Regions from separate parts of the Mus musculus genome. Here region 1 is linked to region 2. The links are chromatin contacts, called in public Hi-C maps. All regions are on one chromosome and are shown on one strand. Each heading gives the region's core, a stretch centred on a gene start, on an enhancer-like site or on the middle of the called end of the contact. The rest is flanking DNA. Distances are from core to core; before and after follow the strand shown. Region 1 holds the start of Mmp17 (matrix metallopeptidase 17). Region 2 overlaps Sfswap (splicing factor SWAP).

Region 1 (3,869 bases), core at 591-3,090, 49 kb before region 2:
TCAGGAACTCAGTAGGGGAGGGGAAAAGTCGGATGAAGCCCACAGGTGCCAGGGGGAGGAGCCAACCCCACCTCAACCACCGAGGTCCGCTGCTGCAAACTTCCTAAGTACACTGGGCCTGATTAAGAACTTGGATGGGCAGGGGCTCCCTCGCCCTGACTCCTCCCTCGCTCTGTCTCCTGTCCCCTAACCAGTCCCGTTAGAGATACACTGAAAGCTTGAAGGAAGACGGTGTGTGTGTGGGGGGGGGGGGGGGGGAGGGTGCGTCTGGACTCTGTTGTCACCCACCAGAACTGGGTCTGGATGTCCTAATGCTCATGGCATCGGGGAGCCAGCTATGAAAGCCTAGGATCAGGAACGTGAGGAACCCCTATTTTAGAGGCCACTGGAGTGGGAAGAAGCCACCTCAGGGGACCCTCAGACATCTGCAAGTGGGCAGAGAAAGCATGGGTCGCTGCCACCTCAGATGCCTGGGGGGTGGCAGAGTCTGCCCCTCTCAGATCCAGGGGCAAATGTTGCCAAACTGGAGGTTGCTCCCGCCCCAGTGTCTCCTCCAGCAGGAAATCTCCATGACACCTTGCCTAGACCTGAGGTGTAGGAGTCCTCGTTGCCAACCGCCCGTGGAAAGCGGACTCTGCCAGGACCCCATTAGGATATTGGCTGGCTTGTGCCAATCAGGAAGCCGCGCCTGGCCGGGTCTCCAGATCTAAGGAACCCAGGCCGGGGCCTCCTCCTCCTCCTCGAAAGCGGGCTCTAGTCACCGCGCGCGCCTTTGCAGAGGGCTTCGCGGGCCTGCGGAGCCATAAAGTCTGATCGAAACCTTCCGGGTCTCCTGCGGGTTTCCAAACCCGACTTCAGTCAGGAGGGTGGGCAAGAGGTGGGAAGAAGCCGGTACCCGGGTCCCCAAGCTGGAGTGCCTAGCTAAGCTCTGGCAGTGGGAGTTGGCGGGATGGGGACGGCAGCGGGCTTGACACAGCAGAGGTTGTCACCCGCACCGGCGGGACAAGGCCGATCGCTCCGGTGGAGGAGGGAGACGGGGTCGCGGCACGCTCGCCGTGCGGGAGGCTCTTCTAACATCGTCAGCGGGGCAAACTCGGGAACCCCAGGTTTTCCGGACGCCCACAGGCGCGTCCCCGGCCTGGGGTGCGCGCCCCTGACCTCCCACTCCGGCCGCGAAGCTCGCGGGGCGCACCGCTCCGGGCGTCTGTGACACCGGTCACCCCGCCAGAGGTCTCTGTGGAGCTGCTTTTAACCAGAGACCAGGCTCCGGCTGGGCGACCACCTCCCCGGGGCGCCCGCGGCTGCGGCGCACGACTGCACGGAGCGGGAAAGGGACCGGCATCCTCCTAGACCTGCAAGCGTGAGCCTCGAGCAGCCCGAGCCCCAGCCTCAGTTTCTCTGTCTTAAAAATGGGTTCCCCCCCACACCCCCGCCTCACCGGGATTCGCGCACCTCTCCGAAAGGAGCAAGGGCGAGTCTCCCTTCTCCCTTGCACCTCGTGAGCGCCTGGGGACTCGGCTCCCGAGTGCCCAGGGTCCCGTGCCCCTGTCGTTCACTCACCACCCCGAGGCTGAGGTCCTCCGCGCGGGGCGCGGGCGCTGCGCAGCCCCCATGGGCCGCCAGCGCCAGTACAAGCAGCAGTGGTGGCAGCCCCGGCCCGGGGCGTGGAGGGCCAGGTCCCCGGGGGGACCCAGGTCCCCGCGGGCGGCGTCCCATCCCGCTCTCCCAGGTCGGGTGGCGAGGGTCCCCGCACCCGCCAGCAGCCAGCTCCGCGCCTCGCTCGGCTCCGCGCCCGCACCGCTCCGCTCCGCGGGACTGAGCCGCGCGCCCGCCCGCCTCCGGGGCAGGGCCATGCTAATGTATGCTAATAAACATCGCCCCGCCCACTCCCTTAAAGGGGCCCCCGCGCGGGCGGGACCCGGTAATGGCACAGAAGCTTTGCCCACCCCGAAGGCTGGAGCACTGCTGCAGACAGGGAGCCGGCGGATCGGGCTGCGAGTGTCCTAGAGTTCTCTGCCGTCCTCTGGACGCGCCCCCTGGTCGCCTGCTAGAACCCTTGGTTTAGTTTCAGGTCACTTAGGACCTAAAGACCGCTGCAGCGCGCGTGATGGGCACACGGGGGAGCCCGCGGGCCACAGAGTCTTGGGGCGAGTGGGAGTAAGCACCCCGATTCTGAGAGATCGGAGGTGGGGGAGGGGATTAGTGTGATACAAGAGAGCGTAGGAGGGAGCGGGGGCATGGGGTGGGATGGGATGGGTGAGCGTGGGCGGGAGTAGGGGCTTAGGACGGGAGACTAGGCCGAGAGCACACCTGAGTCCTGTATGGAGCCTTGGGCACAGAGCACCTTTTCCCCTTAGTCCGCCAGGGAGCATCTAGCCTCTGCTGCTGAGGGTCTGCATCAGGTGTGAAAAAAGAGACTTTGTTTTGAGGGGCGGGGAGTGAACCCCCCATGCTTCCGGCGGGCTGGACCCGTTCTATCTCCGTGAGCCGGGAGGCTATGAATAGCAAACATTAGCTGGGATCTGGCACCCGCTCAGCACTTTACAGATGAAATTTTCTTTCTCGCAACCCGTAAGAAGTGGAAACCATAGTTCCCAATTTGTACACAAAGAAACTGAGGTCCAGAGAAAATAATACCTAAGTAGGAGACAATGTGGAGTGACAATGTGGAAACTGGCTGGGCCAAGGGACAGAGTTCAAAACCAGCGCCCTCCCACCCCAAGCCCCCGCCCCAGCGGCTGGGTCTCCAGCCCCTTCCCCGCGGGTTTCTCTAGTCCCTCGGTGTCGTTAGGATTACAGTCTATTTATTGTTTGCACGCGGACACTGAGGTTTAGATGATGCCTCTAAAGGAGAGGGTGGGTGACTCCCTGCTTTGAAGGCAAAGTTCCCTCCCTCAACTCCCAGCTGGTGTCTATCCATACCCTGTTGCTCTCGGGGGTCTGGGTGGTTTGGGGAGAAGATTAGATTCTGCACCAGCTTGAGATGGGTCCGTGGGTTGGGGGGTGGGAGGGCGGGGGTTAGGACCTTGACACGAGAAAGCCCTAGAGACAGAGAGTGCGCAGCCACAAGACAGTAGCATCTCCCGGGTGTTTAGCTATGTGGAACAAACTCCCTATCAACCCGTGGAACAGTACTGCCCACAGTTAGTTAAAAATGGGTCTTCCTATCTCAATTAACCTAATCTGGATAATCCCTTCGAGGCGTGTCCAGAGGCTAACCTAATCTAGATAATCTCTCACAGGTGTGCTGGGAGACTTGTTTCCTAGGAGATCCTACAGCCCGTCAGGTTTACAATATTAATGCATGACATTAGTTCATGCTGCATTAGAAGGAAGGTCGGTTCGGTCCCTAGGGAGAAGATCGATGCTCTCCTGTTAGACAAGAAGAGAGAAACGTATTGCATTCGTAGGCCCTCTGAGATCAGCTTCAAAGCTCGGGTGGCCCCATCTTCTATCTGTTCTGAGGTCTCTGGGCCTCTCCTAAATGATGTCCCTATGTGGAAAGGAAATCTCAGAGAAATGTGGAGCAAATTGGGGACAAAAGAACTGGTTCAGGAATGGGTGGCTCTAGGGGCTCTGGCTCCAGACCCTTGTCCCCTTGACTCTGCCAATTCTAACTGGTACCTCCTCCCAAGGTGCCCTGCCTTTGCCTATCTGGCTCTGGGAGTTTCTTCCAGGTCTCCTATAGTTTGGTAAATGTCTACTTGACACTACAGATATACTCTTAGATGGATAGGAATCTTTTTTGGTTTGTTTAGAACTGTGTCCTGCTTCAGCCCCCGAGTGCTAGGATTTTAACTGTGTTCTCCCATACCCAGCTAGGATGGGGGTCCTTGTAGTTATAATTGAGTTAAAAAAAAACTTGAGAT
Region 2 (3,984 bases), core at 1,346-3,845:
GGAGTCTATAGCACAAGCATCTATAGCCTTATCATCAGCTGAGCCCAAGGCACAAGTTCCCAAGCACTTATTAGTTCTAACATCACACACCAAGAAGAAAAGTGGATCTGTCTGTCTGTCTGTCTGTCTGTCTCTCACACACACAAAATCATATACATGAAAATGCCCCACACTCACAGGCTTTCTGATTTTATAATATAAACTATAAATATACTATTTGACATTTTATAATCTTACTTTAAAGCTTTATGGTAGAAATCTTTCATAAAACTTAAGTATTTTTATAATATCTTTGCAAAAACTTGAAGATGGCTTCAATTTTGCAAGATGAAAGAGGCGCCAGAGATCAGTCAAGTAACAATGTAGATGTACTTAATACTACTGGGCTGTCTATTCAAACACAGTTCACAACATTATCCAAAAAGTCACACTTAGAATACTGCAAGTCATGTGGCTAAATAAGATGCTATTACAAGAAAAAGAGGGAGTTGCTAGAGAGTCAGCTCCGTGGATGAGAGTACATATTGCTCTCACAGAGGTTCCAAGTTTGGTTCCTAGCACCCACACTGGCTGGCTTATAACCATATATAACTCCAGTTCTAGGGGATCCAACTCCCTCTTCTGGCCTCCATAGGCACTGCACACATACACGCAGATAAACACTCATGTATATAAAAGAAACCCACAACAACAACAAACAACAGCAAACTTTTAAAAAGTGGCACCTACTACAGAAGATCTGGGTAGTATAGCCCTGCAATGCAGGTACCTGGTTCAGGGCTGCCTGTGATCTTTGATGCTAGGCTGCCATCCTCAGGACAAGCCAGAGGCCTTGCTACCTTCAAATGATACACAGAACTTCCCAAGGGTACTGCTTATTTCTCCATCTCGACATGGGGCCTTGCTCTGTTCCCAGAATGGCCTCTAAACTTTGGTCTCTAGTGAGCACCCTTCCTCAGTTTACTGAGGAGACAGGAGTACAGGAACAAAGCACCATGACTGACCAGGTCTGGGTTTTTAAGTGAGTGAAAATAGGTGATAGTATGCTAATAAATGTATTTCTTTGAGTACTGCAAAAATCCACACCAAACGAGGCAACAGAGAAAGTGCCCCAGGTTCCCAGGCCATCTAGGCAGTAACATGGAAGGAAGGGTGAGCTGCTAGCGTGGAGGCACACCTGGAAGCACTTTTCCAGCTATTCACAAGCTTACATGTGCAATAACCCAGAGCAAGGCTGGTGCCATCTGCCTAACCACCCAGGGCCCTATGCTTGCTAGGCAGCTACTCCACCAACAGAGCTACACTCCAGCCCTATCTAATCATCTTCCAGAGCCTTCAGCTCTTGAGCAGGTATGTGCTGAGGATCCTGAAACTTTCCTAAGACACAACTACGACATTAAAGGAGACATGTTTAAAAAACTCACAGGTCACAAGCTGAGAGCTTCTGAGAGTCAGCAGTGAGCCACCTTCCTGGCCGTCCCTGGTGCTGCACCCTGAAGGAAGATGCAGGGCCACTGACTCTGCTCTGAGGCTATGTACCATTCAGGCAACGCCCTCAGTCCCTCCTGTACCATTCATGCCATGTCCTTCCACCTCCTTCCCACCTCTAGCTGGCTGACAGGCACCCCTCAGCCTTTCCCAAGGCTAAAGGCTTGCATTCTATTCCCGTCTCCAGTCCTGGGCTACATCTAAGAACTCTTCACTCGGCACTCTTAACTGGAGAGGTCACTCATGTTCCAAACCAACTGTGTCCAGAACTGCATTGGGCTTTCATCTACACCCTTTCTGTCCTACAGCTCTGGTCTAGGAAATGTCATGCCTCCAGTCAGATTTCCTGGGCCTCTTGGCTCAGCAAGCTTCTGTCTGGGAGGTGTTCCCACAAGCTCCTTCTTCCTCCTCTTCTGGGGCCTCTGTGAGAATCATCCCAGCTCATGCCAGCTTTCTCTAAGTCTTTGGTCAATCCCTTCCTAGGATTCTTGGTTGGAAACCCCTGTATAGCCACTGTGCTGTGGGAACATCTGCCATTGTAAACAGCACTGAGCCCTGCATGGCTATTTATTACACACAAATACTCATAAAGGCTTAACTTGCAAAGCAGTCACAGGAAGAGTGACCACAGAAATGATTAATGGAGTTAAACTACTACAGTAATAGAAGTTAGGCGAGCAGGCTATTCACCCAACATCCTGCTGTGCTGTGCACACCCGTCTTGGTATAATTTAAGATGAAACAGTGTATTTGTGATGGTACTAGGTGGCCTGGGCACAAGGATATAGCAGTGGCAGATGACTTTAAAAGGGTCTTTTGAATGTAAACCCCTAGCCACAACACATGAGGACAATTCCTAAGTGACTAGTGGAAGGGAGACTAGCCTACAGGCTGGGTCAGCTGGACGAAGGGGACAATTCCGGTCCCGGTGGGAAGGTCTGTGACTGTTCAAGATCTTATCATATAACTCATTATAGCAGTGCACAATTTTAAAATTTTGAGTTGCTTTATTTCTGGAATTTTCCATTGAACATCCTCAGACTGGATCCCACGGAAAGCAAAACTGCAGATGCAGAGCCTGCTGCCTCTTCCCTGTTTCCCATCTGTTTTGTTCTCTAGCATGCCAGTGCCAAATGGAAAGGCTGTGCAAGCATTCCTGACATAGCACTGGCATGGACACACTGTTCCATGAATGCTCCAGTTGTACAGGAGAGAACAGGCAGTATCAGCCGAGGGCAAGGGCTGGGAAGTTATAGCACAGAGCACTCCAGACTGGAGGGAAAAACACATCTACATCATACTAGGTCCTTCCCACTATCTATCTAAGGGTTGAAATAAAAAAATGTATCTTCCAGCATAGTCTCTTGTAACAAGTTGTAACAAGGATGTGCCCCAGCAAACAAATGAGAACCCCAAAGAGACAAACACAGGAGCTAGTACAGTCGGGCGATGGAGAAGCCACAGGAAAGCCTAAGGCTGGAGGCTGACAACACAGCCCCAGACTAGAGTAGCAGACTGGGAAAACAGCTGCCAGCAGCTAACACACAGGTGTACAGTGACGGATGGACCAGCTTCTGTCTTTGGCTTCAGCAGCAGCCACCCAGGCTTCGAAAGATGGCATTATTAGAACTTAAGATGATTCATCTTGACTGGTAGGCCTGTAAGGGTATTTTCAGGAAGGATTAACTGAGGGGAGAGGACCCTCCCTCAGAGTAGGTGGCACCTTTCTGCAGCAAATCAAACAGGAAGAGGCGGTCCAAAAGAAGAGGCACTGCTGCCCGGTCCACCTCTGCTTTTTGCTTGTAAGTGCACCCAGTTCTCCTATTACTGCTGCCATCCATCATCTGACTCAGCCTCTTCGGCCTTGCCCCAGGGGGAGAAGACCAATGACTCCCCAGTACTCCCCTAGGCTTTCAGTGGGGACTCCAGCAGCCTTATGAACTGTGCACCTATATTTGGTTCTCAGCCTTCAGTGGGTAGATGGCTATTATGACACTACCCAGACCAGTCTGTGCCAGTCCTGTGAATCATCTTGTAACATACACACTCTATTCTTTTGTCAAGAGAACCATGCCTAATACAGACTGTGGTACCAGGAATGGGTCCAAAATAACAGCAACAATCCCTGAAACAATCCAGCTGCTGTGCCACTTGGAACACATGGTCTAGCAAACCTGATGGCACTGCTGCGTTGTCAGTGCTACATGGGGTAATGGTTGGGTCCTTTGAGGACCGCACAGGGGAATCACAGTGGAGGCCTTTGGAACTTTGGAACAAGGCCTTGCTCTCACCCACAGACAATGATTTTGAGAGAGAGCTCTTGGCCTGCTATGGGGACTTAGTGGAAACCTGAGAATCTGACAATGGGCTATTACCACATGACTTGAATTGCCCATCATAGGCTAGGCATTACCTACTAAGCCATAAAGTTGGACATGCAAAGCAGCAAAGCGACATCAATCGGAAGTGATAATATTTATGTAACTGAGCCCAAGT

Evidence for each region. Hi-C and Micro-C count contacts between places; a contact is called where the count stands out from the background.
Region 1: a Hi-C map of cortical neurons shows a contact between it and region 2, with 2.7 times the contacts expected there. The contact joins the promoter of Mmp17 here to the enhancer-like site in region 2. A contact is called at or near these places in 1 of 39 promoter capture datasets (hippocampal neurons), 9 of 484 Hi-C or Micro-C datasets (CD4 T cells, cerebral cortex, cortical neurons and 3 more), 4 of 115 datasets of contacts at active chromatin or transcription factors (embryonic stem cells, memory CD8 T cells and neural progenitor cells) and 3 of 9 other capture datasets (adipose tissue, liver and pancreatic islet).

Annotation. Positions count from the first base shown.
Region 1 is chr5:129,582,140-129,586,008 of GRCm38.p6, reverse strand. Mmp17 (matrix metallopeptidase 17) reads right to left here and starts at 1,840. Exons shown (of 10, transcript NM_011846.5): 1 at 1,561-1,840. The coding sequence starts at 1,716.
Region 2 is chr5:129,533,337-129,537,320 of GRCm38.p6, reverse strand. All of the region lies in intron 7 of Sfswap (splicing factor SWAP), which reads right to left. Among named protein-coding and RNA genes, the nearest start is that of Sfswap, 34 kb to the right of the region's middle. Within about 2 kb of position 2,595, at least 69 of the 459 cell types and tissues checked have an H3K27ac peak or open chromatin away from gene starts, as enhancers often do. A contact at or near this core is called in adipose tissue, cerebral cortex, cortical neurons and 3 more, where this site is marked.